2 separate regions of the Macaca mulatta genome follow, and region 2 is linked to region 1. A link is a contact called in public Hi-C data. All regions are on one chromosome and are shown on one strand. Each heading gives the region's core, a stretch centred on a gene start, on an enhancer-like site or on the middle of the called end of the contact. The rest is flanking DNA. Distances are from core to core; before and after follow the strand shown.

Evidence for each region. Hi-C and Micro-C count contacts between places; a contact is called where the count stands out from the background.
Region 2: a Hi-C map of fetal cortex germinal zone shows a contact between it and region 1, with 4 times the contacts expected there. The contact joins the promoter of NUP205 here to the promoter of CNOT4 in region 1. A contact is called at or near these places in 6 of 14 Hi-C or Micro-C datasets (CD4 T cells, cortical neurons, fetal cortex germinal zone and 3 more).

What each region holds. Positions count from the first base shown.
Region 1 is chr3:175,336,019-175,340,221 of T2T-MMU8v2.0, reverse strand. It overlaps CNOT4 (CCR4-NOT transcription complex subunit 4), which reads left to right and starts at 1,358. Exons shown (of 10, transcript XM_077997461.1): 1 at 1,358-1,571. All of the region lies in intron 1 of LOC144339977, which reads right to left.
Region 2 is chr3:175,386,247-175,390,606 of T2T-MMU8v2.0, reverse strand. NUP205 (nucleoporin 205) reads right to left here and starts at 2,640. Exons shown (of 43, transcript XM_028846334.2): 1 at 2,596-2,640. All of the region lies in intron 1 of LOC144339977, which reads right to left.

The DNA.
Region 1 (4,203 bases), core at 109-2,608:
GAGAATGGCGTGAACCTGGAAGGCGGATCTTGCAGTGAGCGCAGTGAGCCTAGATTGCACTCTAGCCTGGGAGATAGAGAGAAACTCCGTCTCAAAAAAAAAAAAAAAAAAAAAAAAAAGGAAAAAAGAAATGAGGGCTTCTTCTTATGACATTGAGTTCATAAATTTAAAACTGCAACCTCTTTCCCTACTCCCCTTTCCTAAGTTTTTAAAATCGGTTATGACATACTATGCATTTTAATCACGTATTTTTTAAAAAATGCCTCCTCTCTCCTCTTCCTCATCCCAACATATCACTAGGATGGGGACAGGGAATTTTTTCTATTTTGCTCACCATTGTGTTCTCAATATATAGAAGAGTACCCGGCGGCCAGGAGGAGCTCATTGAGTATTTGCTGTATGAGTGGGTGAAGAATACATGCAATAAGCAAAAATTACTGCTTCGAGCGCCGCTTTCACCAGAGTTCTGGGATGCAAACGGGAGCGACCAGTACATTGACTGACGTTTGTGACTGATGATTCTTCAGTGCTCGTAGAGATTGTGGCTGCATTCATTGTTCTTGGGGATGTGCCGATGTGTGTAGAGTTTGTCAACTTGCACACAGCTGTGCTGGCAGGACAGCGAACTAACACTAATTCGCACAGAGGTCTGCAAATTCTCAAATTCACATCAACCGAAGCACGTTATTGTAAGTGCACGGGTCTTCCGTTCTCTTGGGTAATCTGCACAGAACAATTTAGTATATTTCTTCACCGGCGATTTTACAGTGAAGAAGGTATCAAGGGTGGTGGCCCCCAAATGCGCAAGGACAGGGAAATGAATTAAACGGGCGTCTGTTTCCTCCTTGTTTCGCAAACAGACGCCAAGTCTGTATCAAATTCTTACCCTAGATCAAATCCCGCGCTCTTCGTACCCCAACCTGCCTCCACCTCCACCCCGCCCCCTTTAGATATCCCTGGTGGGCGGGGCAGAGAAGAAACATTCCGGGCTCCCAGAAAAATTGTCTAGCCTCGCCCCAGTCTTGGGGTCGCACATTTCCAAAAACACCGAGGACACAGAATGACTAGTGAAAACCGCCGACCAAATGACATTGAAGTAGCACACGCGCGCAGAGAAGGAAGCAAAACACGAAGAAAGGCTCAGTCCAGCAGCCACGTGAGGTGGGCGATCTCCTCCGCCCTCTGAGAGAGGACTTCAACTCCCGGCGTGCCCCTGGGCGGTTACCCTCCGAGGACTCCAACTCCCAGGGTGCTGCGGGAGCGGCCACCGCAACCTCCCACTCAGCCGCCCGCCGCTCCTCCCGCCCCTCCCCCGCCCCTCCTGGCCGGATCGGCGTGCGCCTGCGCACGGGAGGCCGGAGGAGTCTTACCCTAATGTAAGATGGTGGCCCGTCTGGCTGTGGAACCCACCGAAAGCTGAGAGTCTCTCTCTCAGCCGTAAAGGTCGGACTCACTGAAGCAATCAGGCCCGGTTCTGAAGAGTTTTTTCCCCGACGCTCGTTCGGTGGTTTCTTGTGAGGACGCGGCAGCGCGTGGAGTCGGCTGAGGGAAAAGCGAGGCAAGGCAGGCGGGTGAGTCTATGCGGGGCTGGGCTTAGGGGAAACCCGGGGCTGACCGGCTACGAGAGAGCGGAGGCTTCGCTGGGACTGTACAGGCCGCACCCCCCTTTCTCCCCACCCCCCGCCTCATCTTCACCCTCCTCCTCCTTGGTCTTCTTCCTCCTCCTCCTCTTCCTCCCTCTCCTCTTTACGCCACAGCAGTTATCAGGAAAAGCGAGCGGGTCAGAAGGCAGCGCGGCGGCAAGCAGCGACTCTCCTTCGAGAATTTCTTTAACTGGGGAGCCGAGGCGGCTTTTGGTCTCCAGCTTTGCCCCCTGCATTTTCATAGGGGCAGGATTCTTAGGTCTCAGTCCTCCTTGTTTCCCCAACCCCCTATTCCCTGTCTGACGTCCTTTCCCACTGGCCCCCGTCTCCCAAGACCAAAGCCATCACTTCCACTCTGACCCGTGTTGCTGCTGCTGCTCGTTAATCCCACTGCTCATTGCCCACCCGTCCTGCTGCTTGTTTTTTGCTCCACTGCTACCACTCTGGAGTTAGCCTTTGCCCCCCTTTGGTGCTTGCATTCAGCCCACAGTGTATCTGCCACACTAGGGCTTCTTCCGATTTGCAGTCTTTCCTTCCACCACATCTGTCATCTTAAAGCTGCCCCTTAAGTGTCTAGATTATGCTTCTGCTCCTGCTAACCCACCTGTTTCTTAGCCTTCTTGAGAATTGTCCGTTCCTTCCCTCTTTCCTGTACAGATCCTTTCCATATACACTTCCAGAAAAAGGGATGCCCCGTGGTGGCCCTTGAAAAGTAAAGGAAGTTGGGAAGTGAATGAAGTGAGGTCGGATAGTATTAAACGTTATGAGTAAAGATCTTTTATTCAGTCTACTCCGGAGGGGACCGTTTTCGTTTTGCTTTCAGTGATCTATTTGTCGCTTATTCGCTCTGTTGTGTTAGGACGTGGCTTTTTTCTTTTCTTTTTTTTTCATTTTGGACCGGTTTTTACCATGCTACTAAGCGTTCTTTGGATTGTCTCTGCCCAGGACACTTCGTGTGGGCTCTGATTTATACTAATATTAACCCCAGCAATTCAAAATAAGATAAATTTGGCGCACATACAGAATTCATCTGTGAACTCCGCTAGCAAATATAAGTGATATTTTGATTATATGTGGGTTATATGTGGGTTCTGTATTGAGACTTGATTTTTGACTGAGTTTTATTGATGTTCAGCTTAATTGATGACATTTTATTTATGATTTGAGTGGAAATTTCCTTTCCAGTTATTATCAGATTTACTTCTTATTTTTGGATTTGGGAAGTTCTCTTGACATTTCTAGGATGATAGTTATCTGAATAAATTGTCTTCTCTTGAAAATCCATTAGGTATGTATGCAAAAGAAAAATCGATGTTTTTATATAAACCTGTTTCTCGTATTTTTCTCATAGAAAAGAAGGGGGCTGGGAAAAGAATGACAAAGCTGTGCACATACATGCATTTGGTAGAACTCACTGTCATTGTTATCTACAGTAAAAAGCAGAAAACTAGAAGCAAGAGGTGGCTTATGATGTCCATGTTTTGGTGAAAGCAAAATTAAGATATACTGACTAATGGTATAATGGGAAGAAGCAGCCCTGGCTATAATCAGACCACTGTGAGATAAAGAATTACCAGAAAAGCAACCAGGATTACATAGTGCAAATACATACATCCCAAGTTTGAACATGACATATATGACATTGCATTCTTAAGATATATGTAAAAATGTTGAACATCAGTGACAGTCTCATGTGGCAGTCCATTAGTGGGTTATTGTAATTTTTACACATTTTACCTGTAAAATTTGGAATCTTAACATTTGGCATTATGTTCACTTGATTGTGATAAATGGTCTGTTTTACCAAATGTAAACTAAGGTTAGAAAACCTGTCTATAAAACTTTTTTCTTTCAGCCACTTAAGCCCCAATTTGGGGGACCAAATAAATACTCTTAGAACTGCAAGCAATTTATATAGCAAACTTTGTCCTAAGTTACAACTTGAGTTTTTTTTTTTTAAATCGCTTACATTTAGTTTATCAGAGGAGTGTATTTAATAGTTGATCTTTAACTCTAAAAAATATACTTTTTGTTGTTGTAATACACTGGTGGAGAAGCTTTCCACTTTGAACAATCCTAACACAGGTTTAGAAACTCTTGGCAATCATACTTGGCTGAATTGTAAGCAGTTGAGTTCTAGGAGAGGACTGTTTGTCTGGTAGAAGGGAGTAAATGATTTTAATACGTCTTTTTTTTTTTTTTTTTTTATTTAAATGGTGTTTGTCTCACGAAATATTTTCTCAAGTAATTTTCTCCCCTCATACTTTTTGCTTGCAGTTACCGAATTCTTCATTTCGGCCCTCTGAAGTCAAAAGGAATTTACTTTTGTATCTTTAGTACGTTTAAAGAAGACATCTAAAGTTCTTTAGTATTTTGATAAGAAATAGGGAGCTGAGATTTCTAAATATTTTTGTGTGGTTTAAGTTTTTTGATCTAACGTTATGAACGCTACAGCTTCATACTTTCATGGTTTCTTTTGATAATTTGGAATACTTTCTACCAGGTTCAATAGTTGAATTCTTGAGATCAATAGATTATTTCTGTAAGAATGTTTCGAATA
Region 2 (4,360 bases), core at 1,391-3,890, 49 kb before region 1:
AACAGATCTTCAAAGCTTTTTTCATCTTGCAAAATAGAAACTCTATGCCCCCTAAACAACTCCCCATTTTCCCCTTTCCCAGCTCCTGGCAACCACCATTCTACTTTCTGTTTCTATGAGTTTGACTACTTCAGATACCTCATATAAGTGGAATCATGCAGTATTTGTGTCTTGTGACTGGCTTATTTCACTTAGTATGTCCTCAAGATTCATCCACATTGTTTTATGTGACAGGATTTCCTTCCTTTTTAAGGCTGCATAAAGATATTATGTATATGCATGTATACGTTATGTATATGCATATACATTATGTATATTGCATGTATATGACACATTTCCTTTACCCACTCAACCCGACATTCATTACTTGATGGAAAAAGAGTTCCTTCCCTACCACGTTTAGTTTTTTAAAAAAACCACCTCCTGACTCTTGGCTTTTAAAACTCTTGGTTTTACCGCTAACACGGTAAGACCCCGTCTCTACTAAAAATACAAAAAAAAATTAGCCCGGCGCGGTGGTGGGCGCCTGTAGTCCCAACCACTCCGGAGGCTGAGGCAGGACATTCCTTGAACCCGGGAGGCGGGGCTTGCAGTGTGTGGCGATCGCGCCACTGCACTCCAGCCTGGGCGACAGAGCGAGACTCCGTCTCAAAATAATAATAATAATAATAAGCCAGGCTAGCCAAGCATGGTGGCAGGCGCCTGTAATCCCAGTTACTTCGAAGGCTGAGGCAGGAGAATTGCTCGAACCCGGGAGGCTGAGGCTGCAGTGAGCCGAGATCATGCTACTGCACTCCAGCCTGGGTGACAGGGTGAGACTCCATCTCAAAAAGAGAAAAAAAAGAAAGGAAAATAAATGTATATACCCTGCGCGCTGGCTCACACCTGTAAACCTACCACTTTGGGAGGCAGAGGCAGAAGGATAGCGTGAGGACAGCAGTTCGAGATCAGCCTAGACAACATGGAGAAACCCTGCGTCTACTAAAAATACAAAAATTAGCCCAGCGTGGTGGCGCGTGCCTGTAATTCCAGCTACTCGGGAGGCTGAGGCAGGAGAATTGCTTGAACCTGGGAGGCAGAGGTTGCAGCGAGCCGGGTTCGCATCACTGCACTCCAGCCTGGGAGGCAGAGCAAGACCCCATCTCAAAAACAAAAAATTAAAAAATAAAATAAAATAGAGAAATTATATATAACCACACGTATAACACGCAACCCTTGCTTTTAAGCATATCTAATTGGGAAGGAAGGACAGCAATATTAAGCATGTAACTTCATTACTAACCTTCTAATATATGTCTAATATCATAAAATGAATTAGGTTGTGCTTAAGTAGTAGCACTAAGTAGTTTAAGCACCTAAGACTGGCTTAGAATCATTAGATGTTTAACTCTGGGGACATTACGTAACTATTTGAAGTCTCTATTTCCAAATCTGTAAAATAGTGTATTTAACAGCAACTACTCCAAAGGGCAACTGAATGAGATAAGCACAATAATAAGCGTAAAGCTGGGATATAGTATGTGCTCAGTAAGCATAGCTTTCATTATAATTTATCACAGCGTTTCTGAAATGATTTGATTTACAAAGCAGATTTAGACAACTTTTCGAGAATATCAGTCCTGTGGAAAATAGAACCAATACTTTAAAAAGTGACTGTAAAGAAACAGAAAATGCACCCAGGAAAGAGTCCTTTTAAGTGAGATTCTTACAAGCATTTACCACACAAATGTACTCTTAATCTTGCCCGCGAAGTTCTGAGCATCTCAACCGAGGCATTAACATTCTAAGCGCCAAATTCTTTCCCCGGACTGCTCTGCCCATGAAGGACTTTCTGCATCCTTGCTCCGCCTACTATGCGACAGCAGCGTACCCCAGGAAATATGACAATCAAAATGCACTCACTCATTCAGACACCACTGGAGGGCGGTACCGCCCGAACTGAGAATCACCAAAAGAGGATCCACCCCAAATCTTCCAGAATTCCTTTACTACCTTCTAGATTCAATTCCACCCCGAAAATCTACAGCTCCAAAGGTACAAGAACATCCAGGGCCTAACCACACCCGCAGAGTTAGGAGACGTCCGCTGAAGCCCCGCCACCCTCTTCCTGACCACCTTTCAGATGGCCGACTTCATCATCGGGAGTATTCGCCGCCTGCAAGATCTCCCACCCTCTAAGAACACCGGCGCCTACTTTCAGCCTCTGCTCGTGGCTGGAAAATATCTCGGGTCCTTTGGCTTCACTGCTGAAGACCTGTCGCTATTCCGGCGAAATCTGGACCACAGACGCACAGTGGAACTTGGGGGTAAGGGGGCCAGGCTTAGCCCTGGGCTGTGAGAGATTAAACACCTGGGTCCAGCGGCCCAAGCCTCACTACCTCGACTCTCAAACGCCAACTCAAGGGCTAGAGCCGCAGCACCGACGCGCGCCATTCAAACTGGGGAGGGGTGAGACTCTAGGCCCAGAATTAGGGAAAAGGAGGCACCGCACATAAGTTGGGTCCTAGACTCCGAGAAACCCCACGGTCTCGTCTCTCCCTGAAGACCTGGTCATCGCTCAGCTCAATCATCTCCTTTCTGTCTGGCCACACTTACCCGAATTTACCGCCAAAGGCGTCGCCATCTTAGAGGCGCACTAACAGAGCCCTTCTGCCGCATGGAGGCCCCAGGAAGGGGTGAGGCTGCCCTGAGTGAAGCCTGAACAAAAAGGCACCAGGCTGTCCCCTCCACGCTGGGCCGTCCCAGGTGTACAGAAGGCTCCAGAATCTGCTCTGGGTCACAAGTATCAATTTTCATTGGGATTATTCCCATTCAAATAAGGCGAGGGCAACCACTTCAGAGACACGAGGTCCTCGATCGGACGTTCATCGTGTAGTGCATCCTGGGACTTGTAGTTTCTTTCTAATGATGAATTGGTTAAGTGGAGAGGAAAAAGTAAAGTGGAATAGAAAAAGATATTCTGAGAGTAGTTATTAAAATGACGCCCACTTATGAGATTATAAAAGCCGTAAATTCAAATCATTAGCTCCGTTTCAAGTTAAATCTTCCTTACAGTGGGGAGTGGAGTAAGGTGTGAAGTGTCTACACCTCAAAAAGTCATTGACCAGTTAAAAACTAAGTTTCCGTGACATTTCAATTTACCAAGTATGTTGTGTCAACATAGTTGCGTAGAGCGAAACAAATCATAATTTTTAACTATAAAATTTTCAAATGGATACAAAATTAGCATAGTGAACAGGCAGCATCAATAACGTGGCCAATTTCCCACCACGGCAGCCCCAACCCACCCTTACCACCCCAGCACCTTATCCTCCCCACCCCCCGCCCCCGATTATTTTGAAACAAATTCCAGACATATCGTTTCATAATCACCAAGTATTTTTCTACCTGAGCAACCAAAGTAGCTGAACTCTCTTTCCTCAGTTGTTAAATTTTAGTTTACTGATTTTCAAACTAAAATATAATCATTGCTATTTACAGCTATGTATTAAGAATTTTACAGCCATTATTTCATTTAATCCCTGCAAACCATTCTATTGGGAAAATGATCTGATTATAGCTATGTCAGCGATGTTCTATGTGCCTTACAATCTCATTGTATCAACTCTCCATCATTCCCATTTCACTGTTGGAAATTAGAATCAAATAATTTAGACAAAAGCACAGAGTATGTTAACAATATCCAGAACTGGCTGGGTGCGATGGCTCATGCCTGTAATACCAGCACTTTGGGAGGCCAAGGTGGGCGGATCACTTAAGGTCAGGTGTTTGAGACCAGCCTGGGCAGCATGGTGAAACCCCGTCTCTACTAAAAATATAAAAATTAGCCAGGCGTGGCCGCACGCACCTGTAACCCCCAGCTGTTCGGTAGGCTGAGGCAGGAGAATCCCTTGAACCTCGGAGGTGGAGGTTGCAGTGAGCTGAGATCATACCACTGCACTCCAGCCTAGGCAACAGAGTGAGTGAGACTCCATTTCAAACAAACAAACAAAAAAGAATATCCAGAACAGAATATTTATTATTTTGGACAAATAATATCAAGTGACACAATGTACATTAAGTTTGAAACGCAAAAGTCACTGGTGATTTTTTTCCAGAAGTCATTGTTATATAGAGACAAATGCCAAACTACAATTAAAGTGGTTTTAAGGAGTGAAGTGGGGAAGAGAGAAAGTAAAGGCAAAGGAATATTTCAAGAAGTTTATCATGAAACTGAGAAGAATACTGTGCAGGAACTTGACAGGAAGTGGCATTCAAAGATTTCTCTCTCAGCACAACTGTTACCAGCCTTTCCCTCTCCACACGCACTTTTTAAGCCCACACATTTCCCTCTCCGTAGATAACTTTGCTTTCTATAAAG